Regions from separate parts of the Arachis hypogaea genome. Here region 1 is linked to region 2. The links are chromatin contacts, called in public Hi-C maps. All regions are on one chromosome and are shown on one strand. The core of a region is the stretch at or near the end of the contact, and the rest is flanking DNA. Distances in the headings are between cores, read along the strand shown.

The links. A called contact is a pair of places that touch in the nucleus more often than the background predicts.
Region 1: a Hi-C map of leaf shows a contact between it and region 2, with 3 times the contacts expected there. The contact joins the enhancer-like site here to the promoter of LOC112802766 in region 2. A contact is called at or near these places in 3 of 8 Hi-C or Micro-C datasets (leaf and an unstated tissue).

Annotation. Positions count from the first base shown.
Region 1 is chr5:111,859,361-111,863,177 of arahy.Tifrunner.gnm2.J5K5, reverse strand. No RefSeq gene overlaps it. Among protein-coding and RNA genes, the nearest start is that of LOC112802767, 10 kb to the left of the region's middle. Within about 2 kb of position 2,292, at least 3 of the 3 cell types and tissues checked have open chromatin away from gene starts, as enhancers often do.
Region 2 is chr5:111,807,241-111,810,999 of arahy.Tifrunner.gnm2.J5K5, reverse strand. It overlaps LOC112802766 (gibberellin 20 oxidase 1), which reads left to right and starts at 1,282. Exons shown (of 3, transcript XM_025846106.3): 1 at 1,282-2,161; 2 at 2,253-2,574; 3 at 2,872-3,528. The coding sequence starts at 1,605. The coding sequence ends at 3,141.

The DNA of each region.
Region 1 (3,817 bases), core at 1,043-3,542, 51 kb before region 2:
GGAATCATAATCAACAATGTGAGTTTTTAGTCTCTTGAGCCAAGTAGTGCCAAGTACTAAATCTCCACCTGCAACATGTAAGACATATACTTGTGGAACAATCATTTTGTGGCCCTGCATATTAACCTCAAGAGCCTTAATACATCCTTCCACTTTCATCATTTCAAAGTTGCCAACCATGACATTAAATTCAGGTGTTGGCTCCAGTGGAAGGTTAAGAAATTTTGCAATCTTTGGTTGGATAAAACTGTCAGAACTTCCACCATCAATTAACACTTGGATTTCATGACCCAGAATCCTTGCGGTCAGTCGGATTGTAGCCAACCCTTTAGCTCCATTCATTGCATTATAAGACAAATGATGATCCGTAACTTGCTGTTCTAACTGCTGCATCACATCCTCTTGGGCAGGTTGTTCAGTATTAGTCATTTGCTGCTCTTCAGCCTCTTCCTCTGCTATTTCCTCTAATTGAAACAACATAAAGTGTCTGTTGGGGCACTTATGTGTTGGGAAAAAACGTTCATCACACCAGTAGCATAAACCTTTTTCTCTTCTCATTTGTTGCTCAGCTGTCGTGAGGCGCTTAACTTGGTTTCTGTTGGAATTTATGGCAGGTTTAGTGGCTGGAGTGGGTAGCAAGGGTGGTAATGTTTGGCGGGGAAGGGCAGGCTTATTTTGTTGTCCAGGGCTTGTTTGAAGGGTTTAATTTGAATGGATTGTTTGGTTACGGTAAGTGTTTGGGCCTTGTGAATTTCGAAAAGATGATGAAAATTTGTCTTCATATAATCTAGCTAAGCTCACAGCTCTAATTAATGAGGGAGGGCACTGAGATTTTACCTCACATTTAATGTCCATACGTAAGCCACCGATGAAACAGTCTCTTAGAGCATTCGGAGGCTCAAGATTGGTCCTATTAGCCAAGGACACAATTTCTGCGTAGTATTCTGCTACCGAGCCTTTCTGCATCAGCTTGAACAATGATTCTCGTGGAGAATCGAACAAAGACGGGCCAAACTGTTGTTCGATTGCTTGACGCAACTCATTCCAAGAGTGGAATGGTAATGAACATTGAGCCATTTGAAACCAAGGGATGGTAGGTCCCACTATGTGCATTCCTGTAATTGTAACTTGTTCTTCCTCAGGCACCCGATAGAAGTCAAAATACTGGTCCACAGAGAAGATCCATCCCAACGCATCTGAACCGTCAAATTTGGGTAGGTCGAATTTTGGTTTTCTAAAGTGAGGTTGATGATTGTGAAAACCACCCCCATGACTGAAATGAGAGCCATGGCTAAACTCCGTGTGAGGATCAGTTTCTTGGCTTGTATTAATAGGCTGCTTTTGGAGCACCTGCATAATAGAGTTATGCATCGTCTCCATTCTCAAACGCATTTCCTCATTGTTCCTCGCAACCTCAGCTCGATGAGCTTCTGCATTTTTCTCAACAAGCTCATACAACGTTTTAATATCAGCTTCTACCTTTTTAAACCTCGTGTCTTCTGCCATGTCTCTCAACGAAAGCACCAAATGAAAGAGGTAGAAATTTTCTCTTTGGATATCAATATATATATGAGAGCAACAGGTATAAAAACCAAGAAATAATGCAGAACCAGTACAAAAGTCTATGAAAGGGAAGTATATTAAGTAAGGAATAAGAATAATAAAGGGGTGTGATGATACTCGAATCAGTGCCTTCAACCGTGTGCAAATTGTACCTGAGTGAGGAAGATAAGATTAGAGAATGTAAGTAAGGAAAGAAGGAAAAAATATTGCCAGAGGAGATACAGAGGTGACAGGGGAGAGAGAGAAGTTAAATTACCAAAAGTGGTCTAACAAACATAGTCACGCAGCCGAGTATTAGAGCATTTTTTTCTGCTGCCTCTCCTCAGCTGCTCAACCGCATCTGCTGCCAAGTATCTCTTTTGCATAACAGAATTTATCTTGTATTCAGTGTCAAGTTTGCCCCTCATTGCTTGGTCATCCTCTAATTCCATTTTTTTTAATTGGCTCGTGACAATCTTCCCACCAAGTTGTGCTTTCCGATTGTTGCTTCTTCTTAATGGTTCTTACTCTACCTTCTACTGGAATAAGACCACACGTTGCCGTAGTGATAAGGAACTCTCTCAGGAACTCTCCTCATAACGAGAGGTTTGGCAATATTTTTGGGTTTCATTGGTTGAAATCTTAGGCCCATATCATTTCAAATCCAGTCCAACTCTAGGCTTCTCAAACATATAAGAGTAACCTTTCTCAGACCCAAAACAAAACCAACAACCTTAAATGACCGAAAACCCAGAACCCACAAAGTTTCTTCCAGTACAGAAACAGCCTGTTTTTTAGAATACATTGTATGTAGCCTGGGCCTTTTGGGTTAGTGTGGTTACTCGTTTTTAATTTTTTGGCCTTTTATGATCATACCTTTCAAGTCAGAATAGACTTCCAAAACTTCCCATTACAGATATAAAAATAGTGTATGTGAGTTGTGTAATGAAAAAAAAGAAAAAAAGAAAACGACATTGATAATGGGATGCTGCTGCGCCTGCGCATATGAGAGTTTATTAATTCAAATCTTATCCCATTAATAACCTTTATCATATTAAACATTAACAAGTTTATTAATTTATTATTTTATTGATTAAATATGCATCAATAATAACATATAAATTTTATTAAATGCTCATGAATTTAAATATTAGGAATACAAATTTTTTTATGATTATAATATAAAAGTAAAAAAATTGTGCATCACATTTTTCCAATTTCTTTTATGTATGATAGTGGTAAATGACATAAAAAAATTAGTAAAAGAGATGTATCATTTTTTCAATAATTGAATATGAATTAAACATTCTAAAATTGTGATTACAATAATTCTGTAAAAAAAGAAAAGAAAAAGAAAAGGCTAAGGTACAAAATCTAAGGGGAAAAAAATGACAATTACACTACTTTATTTTCGACATTTTGTGTATACTTCTCTCTCGCTCTATATATATATATAGTATCTAGTGAAAAAGATGTTCTTATATAAAAAATAAGAGCATTTAATTATAGACATAATAAATAGCCAGAATTAGACTACAAAAATTAAAAAGAGAATATATATAATTAATGTGTTTGAAATTAGAGAGAAAGAGTGTAATTAATATCTTTAAAACTAGAGAAAGAGAGGATAATTAATTTTAAATATTTTTAATTATATTATTTAAAATATAATTTAATATATGAATTATAAAATAAAATAATTTTACCTGTTAATAAAATAAGTTGATTGGTCCATAAATAAATAATACATAAGTAAATATTATAAGTAAATAATATAAGAAAACATAATTTATTATTAATTATATGATTATTATTGATTGGAAGTTTTTGTTAAACGATTTTTAATAAATAAAAAAAAATTTACTAACTTTTTTCTAAAACGGAGAACGTGTTAATATCGTGAAGGCTGTGGCTAAACAAATATTTTTATAAAAAGATATTTTTGATATTTTTATTAGAGTAGATATCATCTTTTTATAATATAAAAGATGAATTCTTTATATTTTTTCAGTTTTATTTATAAATAATTTTTAATATAAAAATAAAATATGTAAAAAAAACAAAGAAATGTATATAGTAATTTTTAATTTCTTTATCTTCTCTTATTTCTCATTAAATATTTCTAACACTGAAAACACTAAAACAGGAGATATATAAAAGAAAGTATATATAAAGATAATGTACATGTGACATTTTTTGTTAGAATTATTATTGTTATTAGGTAAGACCCAAACTGAGATAGAGTATGTGGAGAACAAATAAAATTGTTGAGGTT
Region 2 (3,759 bases), core at 33-2,532:
TATCTTTTATGCATAAATACAATTTTTATGAATGTTATTTTATCACTCAATTTCTCAAATTAAAATAAGCACATAAAGAATATAACTTAAACATTGAGAAGTTTCAACGTGTGAAGAGTTATGATAAATTAATTTATATGGAATAAAAATGATAAAATTTATAATAAAAATTGAATAAAGTGACAAATAAATCTCTGAGTATTTTATAATTTAGACAAATTAGCATATAAAGAAAAAAAGTACCAGTAAAGTTTTCTACGATAACAGATATGGATACACTACCTCCAAATTAATTCCTATAATGATGGTTGAAGGTCTTAATTTGAATATAACTTGTCCATGTCTGCTATTCTTGAGAATTTTATTGGTATTTTTTTAAAGATTAATATGTTCGAAGCGTAAATCTTTAAAAACTTATTTGTCACTTTATTCTAAAAAATTATAAAAACTTAAATTAACAGAAATAAAATAAAAAATAAAAAAGATAGAATGCAATAATAAATAATAATATTTTATAGTTTATAAAAAATCAAAGAATATAAATAACACATCATAGGAAAAAAAAAGTATTACTGAATAAAAGAGTAATTAGTAAAAATAATAAGATTCTCTTTTAATATATATGATTTTTTACAATAAACAAATTATAAAATACAAAAAATAGATAAAATAAAAGGAAACGAAAAAATTGTGTTTTTTTTTTTACAAATTGAAGAAATATCTACGATTATATAAGTGTTGGTGGACATATAACTATTAAAAAATAAATTACAAAAAAATATAAATTGACATATTAGATTTGATAGTAAAATAAAAATATAAGCAACGAATAAAAATCTAAAATTTAAAGTAAAAATATTTAAGATTAAGAAAGAAAACAAAGAAGAAGTTTTGATTAACAACGGCTCAAATATTAACATAACAATAAATTAAATTAAATAACATATATTTAAATTAATTAACATATATTTGAATTTATTAGTCAAAATACATTAAAAAAAACATACATGTACTTATCTTTTCATATTCAGTATTCAAAGAATCAAATGCATATTGCTTTTAATTAATAATGTCTTAGTAAAAGAATCAAATTAATATCGATTATAATAAAAGAAATCCTTACTCAAATAACTGTCTAAAATCAGAAATATTATTATGAATTAATAATGAAATTTTTTTAAAAATATTTGGAAAAATTTAATATTTTAATTAATTATTTACATAAAAATATATCCATGTGAATATAATATATAAATAATTAATATTTTTTAATTATAAATTTTTTTACTTTTCTAATCACAAGGAGTATCCTAACAAAATTGATGTTATTTTTTGAAGAGAATATTACTGTTTGTATGGAAGTGGTGCTTACAGTATTGAGTGAGTTTCACCAATTGTCCAATTGTGTCTACACAACTGAGAGAGAGAGAGAGAGAATGCCCTCTGCCTATATAAAGATTCGAACTTGTGTTGTGTGATTTCCCCAATAAGCGGCCTTGGCTTTTCCTTCATCCCCTCTCACAAACCATTTCTTTCTTTCAACATTTTTAAAAATTTCGAATTTGGAATATAAATATAGCTATACTTTTTCCTTGGTTAATGAAATGGCAATGGAGTGCATAACAAGTACTCAATCCATGACTCAACCACACCAAAACAACAACAAAGAAAGTGAGACAACACCATTGGTGTTTGATGCCTCAATCTTGAGGCATCAACACCAAATCCCAAGCCAATTCATTTGGCCTGACGAGGAGAAGCCAAGCTTGCAAGTATCCAAGCTTGTCATCCCCCTCATCGATCTAGGCGGCTTCTTGTCTGGCGACCCGGCCGCCACAATGGAAGCCGTCAGGCTCGTTGGGGAGGCATGCAAGAAGCATGGCTTCTTCCTCGTCGTCAACCACGGGATCAACGCCGACTTGATCTCTAATGCACATAGCTACATGGATGATTTCTTTGAGCTTCCCCTGTCTGAGAAACAGAGAGCTCAGAGGAAAACAGGGGAACACTGCGGCTATGCTAGTAGCTTCACTGGCAGATTCTCATCAAAGCTTCCATGGAAGGAGACACTCTCTTTTCAATTCTCCGCAGAGAAAAACTCACCAAAGATTGTCAAGGAATACTTATCCAACACAATGGGCAAAGAATTCGAACAATTCGGGTAATAATAAAGTAATAAGATCAAGAACAAGTTAACTTACTCTTTTTCTTCTCTGTTTTGTAATATTCTTATTGTTCTAAATGTGGAACAGGTCAATATACCAAGATTACTGTGAAGCTATGAGCAAACTTTCACTGGGGATAATGGAGCTTCTTGGAATGAGCCTTGGAGTTGGAAAAGAATGCTTCCGGGAATTCTTTGAAGAGAATAGGTCAATAATGAGGTTGAACTATTATCCACCATGTCAAAAACCAGACCAAACATTAGGAACTGGACCTCATTGTGATCCAACATCTTTAACCATTCTTCACCAAGACCAAGTTGGTGGCTTGCAAGTGTTTGTTGATAACGAGTGGCATTCCATTACCCCAAATTTCAATGCTTTTGTCGTCAATATCGGAGACACCTTCATGGTATGTATGTTTCATGCACTTTTACCAAACAATCAGCTTTGTTCTGTTTTTTTTCTTTTGCCACTAATTATATTCATTATTAGTAAATAGTGATAGGTAAATAATATTATTTCCAATTCAAAATAATACTTTTTGTAATATACCAAAAGAGTTAAACATACTATTATAAAGTAGTTAAACCAAATCTTATATCAATTTACTAAATTAAACTAAGATAATTATTAAATTATTAACTGTATACACGTAGTATAATTGTATTTTATACGAGTTTCTTATAGTTTATTAATGTTTGTGTAGGCGCTTTCAAATGGAAAATACAAGAGTTGTTTGCATAGAGCAGTGGTGAACAACAAGACAACAAGGAAATCACTTGCTTTCTTTTTGTGTCCAAGAAACGATAAGGTGGTGAGTCCACCAAGAGAATTAGTGGATGATGATTTTAGTCCAAGGGTGTACCCTGATTTTACATGGCCTATGCTCCTTGAGTTCACTCAAAAGTACTATAGAGCTGACATGAACACCCTTAATGCCTTTACCGATTGGATTCAACAAAAAGAAAGTTGCTGAACTTTCAAAGAATATATATCTCTATATATATATACATAATGCATAAATAACTAGTGGATGGTGGCATCTTTATTTTCAGTAGCCTTTCATTAGCCCAAATGAGAAGTGACAAATCAAGAGAAGAAGCATCAAAGTAATTATTGGTGGTGGACAAGCCAAGATAAGGAGTTAAAAGAAAGGGGCCAGACAAGGCAACTTGGACTCAGCATTTGAATTGAAAGAAGAAAGAATAAGAGTTTGTTCAATGTATTGAGTGTGAAGCACTAGTTTTGAGTAATGAACAGAACAAGAACAAAAATATATATTATATTACAAGGGAATCAATAAAAAAAATCCTCAACTAATTTTTGTAATCTTGTTTTGATGATATAGAAAATCTATTAATTATTTTTTTTTCTGTTTTCGTATATAATAATGAAAATAACAATATTAATCCTCAAATCTAAACAATTTTTGTGAATGAAATTTTTAACTTTATAGTATCGCATGTTACCAAATTGTATCGTATCAAAATAAAATTAAGAAAAAAACTTATGTATAGAAGTATTCTGTGTTAACAAAAAAATTTTAAAAAATTATAAAAAAAGTGTAATGTTTTGCGCTAATCGAAGAGAGCTC